Regions from separate parts of the Mus musculus genome. Here region 2 is linked to region 1. A link is a contact called in public HiChIP or PLAC-seq data. All regions are on one chromosome and are shown on one strand. The core of a region is the stretch at or near the end of the contact, and the rest is flanking DNA. Distances in the headings are between cores, read along the strand shown. Region 1 has its middle 12 kb from the start of Gm35995. Region 2 holds the start of 4732419C18Rik (RIKEN cDNA 4732419C18 gene).

Region 1 (4,198 bases), core at 1,147-3,646:
CCATAGACTCCGCCCCGCCCACGTGTCTCAGCCCCACCCACGGGGCTCCGCCCCGCCCACAGGGCCCAGGGACAGCAACCCTCCGGAGAAAGGATTCCATTGAGGCAAATGAAGGAAGATCCGGATGCCTGGCCTCAGAGAGCTACCCTCTGTGCAAGGGGCTACCTGCTAAAGTTAGGTCCGTTTCTCCCTCCCAGCCCCAGGCTCCAAGGAATAAGACTCAGACTTAAAATGTATTTACGAATACCTAGACCATACAGCTTGGTTCTTTTCCGACTAGACTTAAAACTTAAAATAACCCATTTACTTTAACCTACATTCTGCCACGTGGCTGGTTACCTGTGCTTAGGCACTGTACGTCCAACTTGTCACATCTTCCAGGGCGAATCTCCAGTACCTGACTCTATCCCAGAATTCTTTCTGCTTCCCAGATGTCCCACCTTCGAGTCTACCCTTTCCTATAGGTCACAGAACTTTTTAATCGTCAGGTGATGGATCCGTACAACACACAAGATATTCTCTCTGCAGCTACGGGGGCGGGGGGCGGGGGGCGGGGGGCGGGGGCGGGGGGGGGGGAGGGAGACGCCTGAAAGCTCCTCACAGCCACTAACTAGCCAAGGCTGCTTTCCTCTGAGTCAGTTAGGAGCAAGCTGTATAGGATGAGAGGGTGCTTGACTCAGTGGTCTTCCCCAAGTCTATGTCCTAGTCTGTCCCCAAGAAAAATAGGAAAAGCCCAGTTGAAGCACATTTTTAAAACGTCTTCCCAGGATCCCTCAAAACTGTCAAGATCACCCCCGCAAAAGCAAACGCGGCAAGTCTGAGAAATGGTCACAGACCCTAGGAAGTGAAGGTAATGGGGACCCTGAAATGTAAGAAAGACATAGGGAGCTAGTGAAGGCCAATGCTCTGTGGACTCCTTCAGCAGTGACATACCCAAGCTGTTGTTGACTTTGAACATGTGGCCTGATGTTGTAAAATATTAACATTTAGGGTAGTGGGGGTGGGGGAGTTCCAGAGGCTGTGTGCGCTCTCTCTCTTTGCTGCTTTCTGGAGAGTTTTTAAACATAAGAATTTTATTTAAATCAAGAAGGAAAAAGATCGTAGTATTTCCGCTCACAGAAGGATCCCATGGACTCAGAGCTTCTTGTCCCTAGGAGGCTAGTCCGCTCAGTCTTAACACAGCCTGACAAACGAAATCAGGCCTGTGTTTCACAGGTGAACAGAGCGGAGCTAGGAGGGACCAGGCACAGAGAATGTTCATCAACTAAAGTTAGAGGGAAGACAAAGCAAGGGGGTAGCTGAGCTCCCTTCTCAGCCCAGTGCCACCCCTAGCTCCAGCACACCTACACCTTGAGGGAGTGGGGTGCAGGAGCCCAGCATTTGTCAGCCCACCTTACTGCTTTGCTCCAGAGCCCAGGGGCTTCCTCTAGGCTCCTTTGTGGTCCTCCCGGACTAGGATTTGAACTGCTATCTATGTATCTATGTATGTATTTGTTTATCTATCTATCTATCTATCTATCTATCTATCTATCTATCTATCTATCTATCTATCTATCTATCTATGTAGCTATCTATGTAGCTATCTTACCAGAAGAGGGCATCAGATCTCATGACAGATAGTTGAAAGTGACCATGTGGTTGCTGGGAATCGAACTCAGGACCTCTGGAAGAGCAGTCAGTGCTCTTAACACACCGCTTACTCTCAGCCCAGCCCAGTGCCTGGATCATCCTAAAGTGTAAAAACTCTTCTTATGAATTGTATTCCTACCAAGTCTACCCTGGAGAGAGATTACATCTGGGGTGTGCTATAAAAGGCCACTACATCTTGATAGAAGCAAGGGGTGAGGGCAAACTGAGTATATCCAAGACTAGACCCTGTCCTTAGGGGCACTCACAGTAGGGCTGAGACTTGAGCCAGGACTCTTGGTAGACTCAGTGGGTGACATGGTGTGTTCAGTAAGGAACCCAGCTTTGCCAACTGAGAGGCTGCACTGTGGCAGAGCAGCACAGGCTGGCTCCGTCTCGGAGGGTGATTTATATAGTGTTCAAGGGTCAGGAACCAGAATCTGAAAGAGTCTGTGGTGTTCTTGTTACCGTGAGCTCCCTGGAACGAAGCAAGACCTGCCAAGATGAATGGCAGATAGGAGTGACCTCTGAGCTCCAGCACAGTAGCCGACGTTCTTCCTTAGCCCTCTACAGACCTCAGGGGCGAGTGTTCAGTAGGTTCTTTCCTCTTGTTTGATCCTCTCTTGAGTTGTTCGCTGCCTGTGTTCCTTTCTTCAGTCTGTGGCTCTCTGACCATTTCTGCCTTCAAAGAACTGGCAGCTAGGCTCTGTGCCACCCTGTGCAATGTGTGTGATGTTTACAGTGACTGACTCAGTGTGGCCAGTGGCGCGGAGACTGCCTGTCCCCTTCATTGGATCCTGCCCCTCCCCTGGCCTCCAGTGTGGCCTTGGCTGGGGTTTGGGTTTCATAGGGAAAGTTACTGGGTTGGGTTCTTTACCACAAGGATGTAGGCACTTGGTGAAAGATAGGGGGTGCCTGGATAACCGGTGACTAGGCTGGGAAACGTCCTTCCTCGATTCTCCCTGTTACCTAAACACGGCATCTTCAAGTTAGGCCCACAAACTCATCCAGCAGCCTCCTCTGTGGGAAGACATTGGGGTTTTTTTTTGTTTTTTTTGTCGTCGTTCCCCCCCCCCCCCCCCCCGTGAGCGACTGAGAGCCAACCATGGCTGATCTAGCACCTCACTCCCCAATGAAGGTTTTTTTTATAGTATCTGTGGGATCCCTTGCGACTGAGCACAACGGTCAGGCTCAGAGTGGGATGTGAAGGTGACAAGAAGATGGGCATTCGGCTGGTAAATCTCAAACACCTCATTTCCCCTGCAGTTTGATTCTGCTTTGCTTCTGAAAACATTAGCATATGCAATTCAATTTGCTGTTCCTCCTCTTTAGATGAGAAGTTAATGAATTTCATTGCTGTTTGATCTGGCCACAGGCTATTTCATTATCTAAATACAGCTCCCATTAGTTTTAGTGGCCTGGAGATTATAGCAGACACAGACTAGCGCCCGCCATTAAAATGGACCGTTCCCACCCATTGGCTTCAGCTTCTGTTTCTCTAGAGAGGCCACATGGCCCTGACAGGTCTCACCCTGACTAGACCATGTCATCATTGCCAGGCTGTTTGAGGATAAGCAAGGACATTTCCTTGTGGGAGGCTCCCAGGACTTCTAAGAGCTGAGCCTTCAGACAAAACCATCAGGGGTCTGGGGAATCCAACAGGACGCAATGGATGGATGAGCCCGTTCCCCTGACATTTGTTTTGCATAAAGGCAAGATTTTCAGAGCCATTATACAACTACATTTAAAATGCAAGCCATTCTTTGCCCCTGCTGGTAGCTGTAAGACAAATGGAAGAAATAATTGCTCTAGTAGGCATATGAATTATGTGCTGAAACTTAATTTGATTACTGCTTTATAAAACATTTGAAATAAGGGCCGGTGGGAGAGGTCAGCAGGCAAAGGTGCCTGCTACAGAGCCTGACAACCTGAGTTTGATCAGAACTCACATAGTGGACAAGACCTGAATCCTGAAAGTCGTCCTCTGCTCTACACACACACACACACACACACACACACATACACACACTCACACACTCACACATATACACACATACACACACATGCACACACACATGTACACACACATGCACACACTCACACATACACATGTACACACACATACACACACTCATACACGTACACACACATAAACACACTCATACACATACACACACGCACACACACATACATGCATACACACTCACACACATACACACACTCACACATGTATGCACACACACACTCACACATACACACATATACATTCACACACACACACTCACACATACATGCATACACTCACACATACACACTCACACATGTACACACACATAGACTCACACACATACACACACACTCACACATACACACACATGCACACAATGTACACACACACTCACACACACATTCATACACACATACACACACACACTCACACATACATGCATACACACTCACACACATATACACACTCACACACTCACACATGTACATACACACACACACATATGCACATGCACGCGCGCACACACACACTGGCAAATTTAAAAAGGATTTGAATGATAGATAT
Region 2 (4,198 bases), core at 620-3,119, 69 kb after region 1:
AAATATTTTCCTTTCCTCCTTTGAAACCTGACCAAGATGAACCTTCCGGAAAACATCTGCGCAGATGCTCTTTGGTCAGGCATCTCGACTGCTGTCATCCTTTGTCTTCACAACAGCCTTGCTCACATTGTCCCCTCCAAGTAATAGCAAATACTTCTGTGCTCTGGTCCCTGGGCTAAACAATTAACATTTTATTGATTATGTCACAGCACAATTCTGTGCTCAAATTCATTTCTTGTCAAAAGACATTGCTGCTGGCCCTGGTTTAGAGCTATAAACTATCCAACACGAGCCTTTTTTCTTTTTTCTTTTTTTTTTTTAAGATTTATTTATTTATTATATGCAAGTACACTGTAGCTGTCTTCAGACACACCAGAAGAGGGCGTCAGATCTCATTACGGATGATTGTGAGCCACCATGTGGTTGCTGGGATTCGAACTCAGGACCTTCGGAAGAGCAGTCAGTGCTCTTAACCGCTGAGCCATCTCATCCAACATAGGTTTTATTTCCTGGTTTCATTAAACCTTCCCATGGTTTTCACTAGACTGTGAACACTGACGTTCCTTCCAGTGTGTGGCAGGGCCCTGGAAGCCACCTGATGTGGGTGCACACACACCAGTGTGTACTGTGCTATGCTGTGCTGCAGCAGCGACAGGTAGAGATGCCTTCAGGTGGGACCTAAAAGCCAAGTGGCTTCTGCTGTCTCAGTAGCTCTGATTCATGTGGTTGAGGCAAAACTTCCTGGAGCTCCGATGCTGTGAGGCGACCCCAGGCCATGGAGAGACCCCACAGAAACACACTGAAGAGCAGCTGGTTCAGCTCAGCCTTGGCATCTCCCCAGCCTGATCGCCTGGCATGTAGTTGTCAGAGGGTCTCGGGTCCTGGCACCTAGCCAGTGGCATTCAAAACTGAGGCTTCACATGCTGATGCTGAGTCAGAGCCCAGCCATCCCCACTCCCGACCTTCCAAATTCCTGAGGCACAGAACTCATGGGGTCAACAAAGCAGCCATTGTATTAGACACTAAGTATGGAAGGACTTTGCCGGGCAGCGGGTAAGGACTGCTTCAGTATAGCGTGGATCAAATGATATGGGTGACCTTGTTAGCAGGCCAGCAACTGCCCCAGGGACCATCAAGGTCCAAGTGAAAACACAGCCTTCAAAATAGTATTCAGGCCCATTTGTCCCGAGGAAAAACCCTGGCTTCCTCCTAGAGTTATTTGTGTGTGTGCCTTTTAATTTTCAAGACGTTCTTAAATTATTTATTGAGGCTCCCATTTGTTTCTGGTTAGATTTTAGGCTCTTGGAAGCCAGACCACATCATACTGTGTTCTCCATACACAGGCATAGCACCAGGAGAACTTAGCACCTAGGCTCTGGTCAGCAGGACTCTGGGCCTTGACTACCTAGTTCTGTCACTGCACTCTTTCCTTCTGGCCTGGGAAACTTTGCCTAGGGGGGTTCCAGGAATGGACAGAGCCCAGATAGGTCAGGAGGCCTAGAGTAAAAGCAAGCTCTCAGCTCCCAACAGAGCCTTACCTTACCTAGGACCAGTGCCTTGGAGACTCATTTTAGCCCAAGAACACGACCCTAATCCATCCCAGCGCTGCTCTGAAGTTTCAAAGACAGAACGGCAGAAAAGGCTTTTGTACCTTTCACTCCGAAAATTCACTCCGCAAACGAGCACGCGGCGTTCCTACCTGCTGTGAGCTCCTCTGGAGGACTGCAGATAATAACAGTGATTATTTCCTGTCTGCGTTGCTGAGCCGCTCCCTCCCTAGCTGGTCTTCCTATTTCTATTTTTTGCGCCTTTAAAAGGCAGTCTTCACCCAGCAGCTGGGCAATCTTTTTAATATGCAAATCAGCCTCTCTCCTGTTCCTAATCCACCAGTGATTTCACACTGTGGTTAAAGACCGAGCCGCAGCTCAGGCCTGTGTAGCCGCCCTCTGCCCTTCACCCTCTTGACACACAGCTTCCGGGTCAGTCCTCCAACCTCACCGAGACTCTCACCTCCCCAAGGCGTTTTGCTCGCGCCATCTCTTGTGTAGATCTGTATCAAGTGCAGACCAGTGTATGCGTCAGCTCCCGAAAAGGATTCCTCACCTGGCTTCCTGTGCAGCCTCAGTTTACCACAGTGTCCGTCAATACAAATCCACCACAGACGGTGTGTCTACTCTCGGAGCAAAACAGCCACCACACGGTAGGCTCTCAGCAATCATTTGCTGAAGAATGAATGAATGAATGAATGAATGAATGAATGAATGAATGAGAAACACCCCACAGAGGATATGATGATGAGACGCTGTTGACAGACAGGTAAGGGCTTCTGGGGACCTGAGGCCACACCCTCTTCTCTGGGCGGAATGTTTCCCACGGAGTGAGACACAGCTGAGTGTGCCCGAGGCTTTCAGCCCTCTGGGGTCCTTGGCTGTGATGTCAGTGACTCCCTCAGCATCACATCTGCCTGGACCAGATCATTGTTCCTCTTCCTCTTGACATGCTTCCATGACAACTTACAATTAGGTCGGGCCCTGCCCTCAGAGAAGATTTTAGTAGAGTAAGTCACCACGGGACGAGGAAGAGATGCTGCAGGGCCTTCTACTGCAGCCCATCCCAAGCCAACCCTGTAGCCTGTGTCACTGTGAGAGCCACTCTGCCCGGTAAGGAGCTCAAAATGAATCACCATGACCGGGGCCCAGGTCTCCTCCACCAGCCCCAAAGACAAAGTGGGGCAGGGAAACCAGCCGAGTCTTTCTAAGTCTGTGTGTGACTCAGAGGTCAGGTGCTCCCCTACTGTAGGTCTGTTCTTTGTGGGCTGAGGGGGCTGAGAAAGATAATCTACACTCCAAGAGGACTGTAAGAAGCAGCAGGTGGTGGCTCCTGAGGTTGAAGGACAGGTTCTGGTTGCTCTTTGCTCCCCGATGGAGTCTAGCCACAGGAGGGCCATGAGCATTTGAGACAGCCCTCTGCCATAGATCTTGCTGCAGCTCTTTACCTTCTGCATGACTCCTTTTGTTCTGAGACACGGATCAAAGTTTCAGAGCCTTTCCCACAGGAACCCTGGAATGAACCCCTTGGTATGTTTATCCAAACTGGCATGTTGGGCTGGCGAGATAGCTCAGCGGTTAAGAGCACTGACTGTTCTTCCTAAGGTCCTGAGTTCAAATCCCGGCAACCACATGGTGGCTCACAACCATCCACAATGAGATCTGACGCCCTCTTCTGGTGTGTCTGAAGTCAGCTACAGTGTACATTATAATAATAAATAAATCTGGCTTTGAGCGAGTGGGGGCCCGACGAGAGGGAGCAAAGGCCCTAAAATTCAATGTACTCACATACATAAAATAAATAAATGGGGTAAAAGTAGATAAAGTAGCTGTCTGAAGTGGGTAGCTACCTGGACACAAAACACTAAGGAAAAAAAGACTCGGGGAAGGAGCTGGAAGCTCCCCTTTTCCTGAGACTCCAGAAGCAGGAACAAGAAGCACCACGGTGTACACAGCCTCCTCCCCAAGGGCCGGCTGGCTCCACTCAGTCCACAACCAGGCAGGCGGGTGGGTGGAATCATGACCTGGAATCTCCAGGATTTCCCATAGCAGGTAAGCTCTTGGTTCTGAACCATTCTATGTTCTAGAGTAGTGGTTCTCAACCTTCCTAATGTTGGGACCCACTCTTTAATATGTTGTAGTGAGCCCCAACAATAAAACTATCTTTGTTGCTACTTAATAACTGTAATTTTGCTATTGTTATGAATCATAATGTCAATCAATATCTGACGCGCAGGATAACTCATATGCAAAAGAGATCACCACCCACAGGTTGAGATCCACTGTTTTAGATTCTTAACAAGGTCCCTGGGAGGTAACCTGGTACAAGAAGGACCAGAGAGGCTCCCAAGGTTTGTTTGACCTTCTCCAAGTCCTGCCTGGGATCTGACTGAGAGGCAGGCTCTCATAGCAGGCTCATCTCTCTCTAAAGTTCACAGACCATCTTCTCCCTTTCTGTACAGTGGCCATGATGGTACAATCAGATCACCGCAGTAGGGGGCATACTGTGTCACCTGAGAGCCTAGGCCTCTCTCTTAGACCTGCCTGACCAGTCTCAGCCAAGATCTGCTCATTGAGCTGTCCCTACTTCAGCAGGAGAGATCAGACCCTCACCCAAGTCAACGCTTCCTGGCCAGGCTCTGACTCTCACT

What was found. HiChIP or PLAC-seq counts read pairs in DNA pulled down with a chosen protein or histone mark.
Region 2: a contact with region 1 is called in an HNF4G HiChIP or PLAC-seq map of pancreatic cancer cells. The contact joins the promoter of 4732419C18Rik here to the enhancer-like site in region 1. A contact is called at or near these places in 1 of 15 datasets of contacts at CTCF or cohesin (the NIH/3T3 cell line), 6 of 484 Hi-C or Micro-C datasets (the G1E-ER4 cell line, the N1E-115 cell line, bone marrow-derived macrophages and 2 more), 15 of 115 datasets of contacts at active chromatin or transcription factors (embryonic basal ganglia, embryonic fibroblasts, embryonic forebrain and 7 more) and 1 of 9 other capture datasets (embryonic stem cells).

The regions. Positions count from the first base shown.
Region 1 is chr8:123,682,570-123,686,767 of GRCm38.p6, forward strand. No RefSeq gene overlaps it. Among named protein-coding and RNA genes, the nearest start is that of Gm35995, 12 kb to the right of the region's middle. Within about 2 kb of position 2,397, at least 26 of the 459 cell types and tissues checked have an H3K27ac peak or open chromatin away from gene starts, as enhancers often do. A contact at or near this core is called in the N1E-115 cell line, intestinal villus epithelium and pancreatic cancer cells, where this site is marked.
Region 2 is chr8:123,752,359-123,756,556 of GRCm38.p6, forward strand. 4732419C18Rik (RIKEN cDNA 4732419C18 gene) reads right to left here and starts at 1,870. Exons shown (of 3, transcript NR_166622.1): 1 at 1,700-1,870.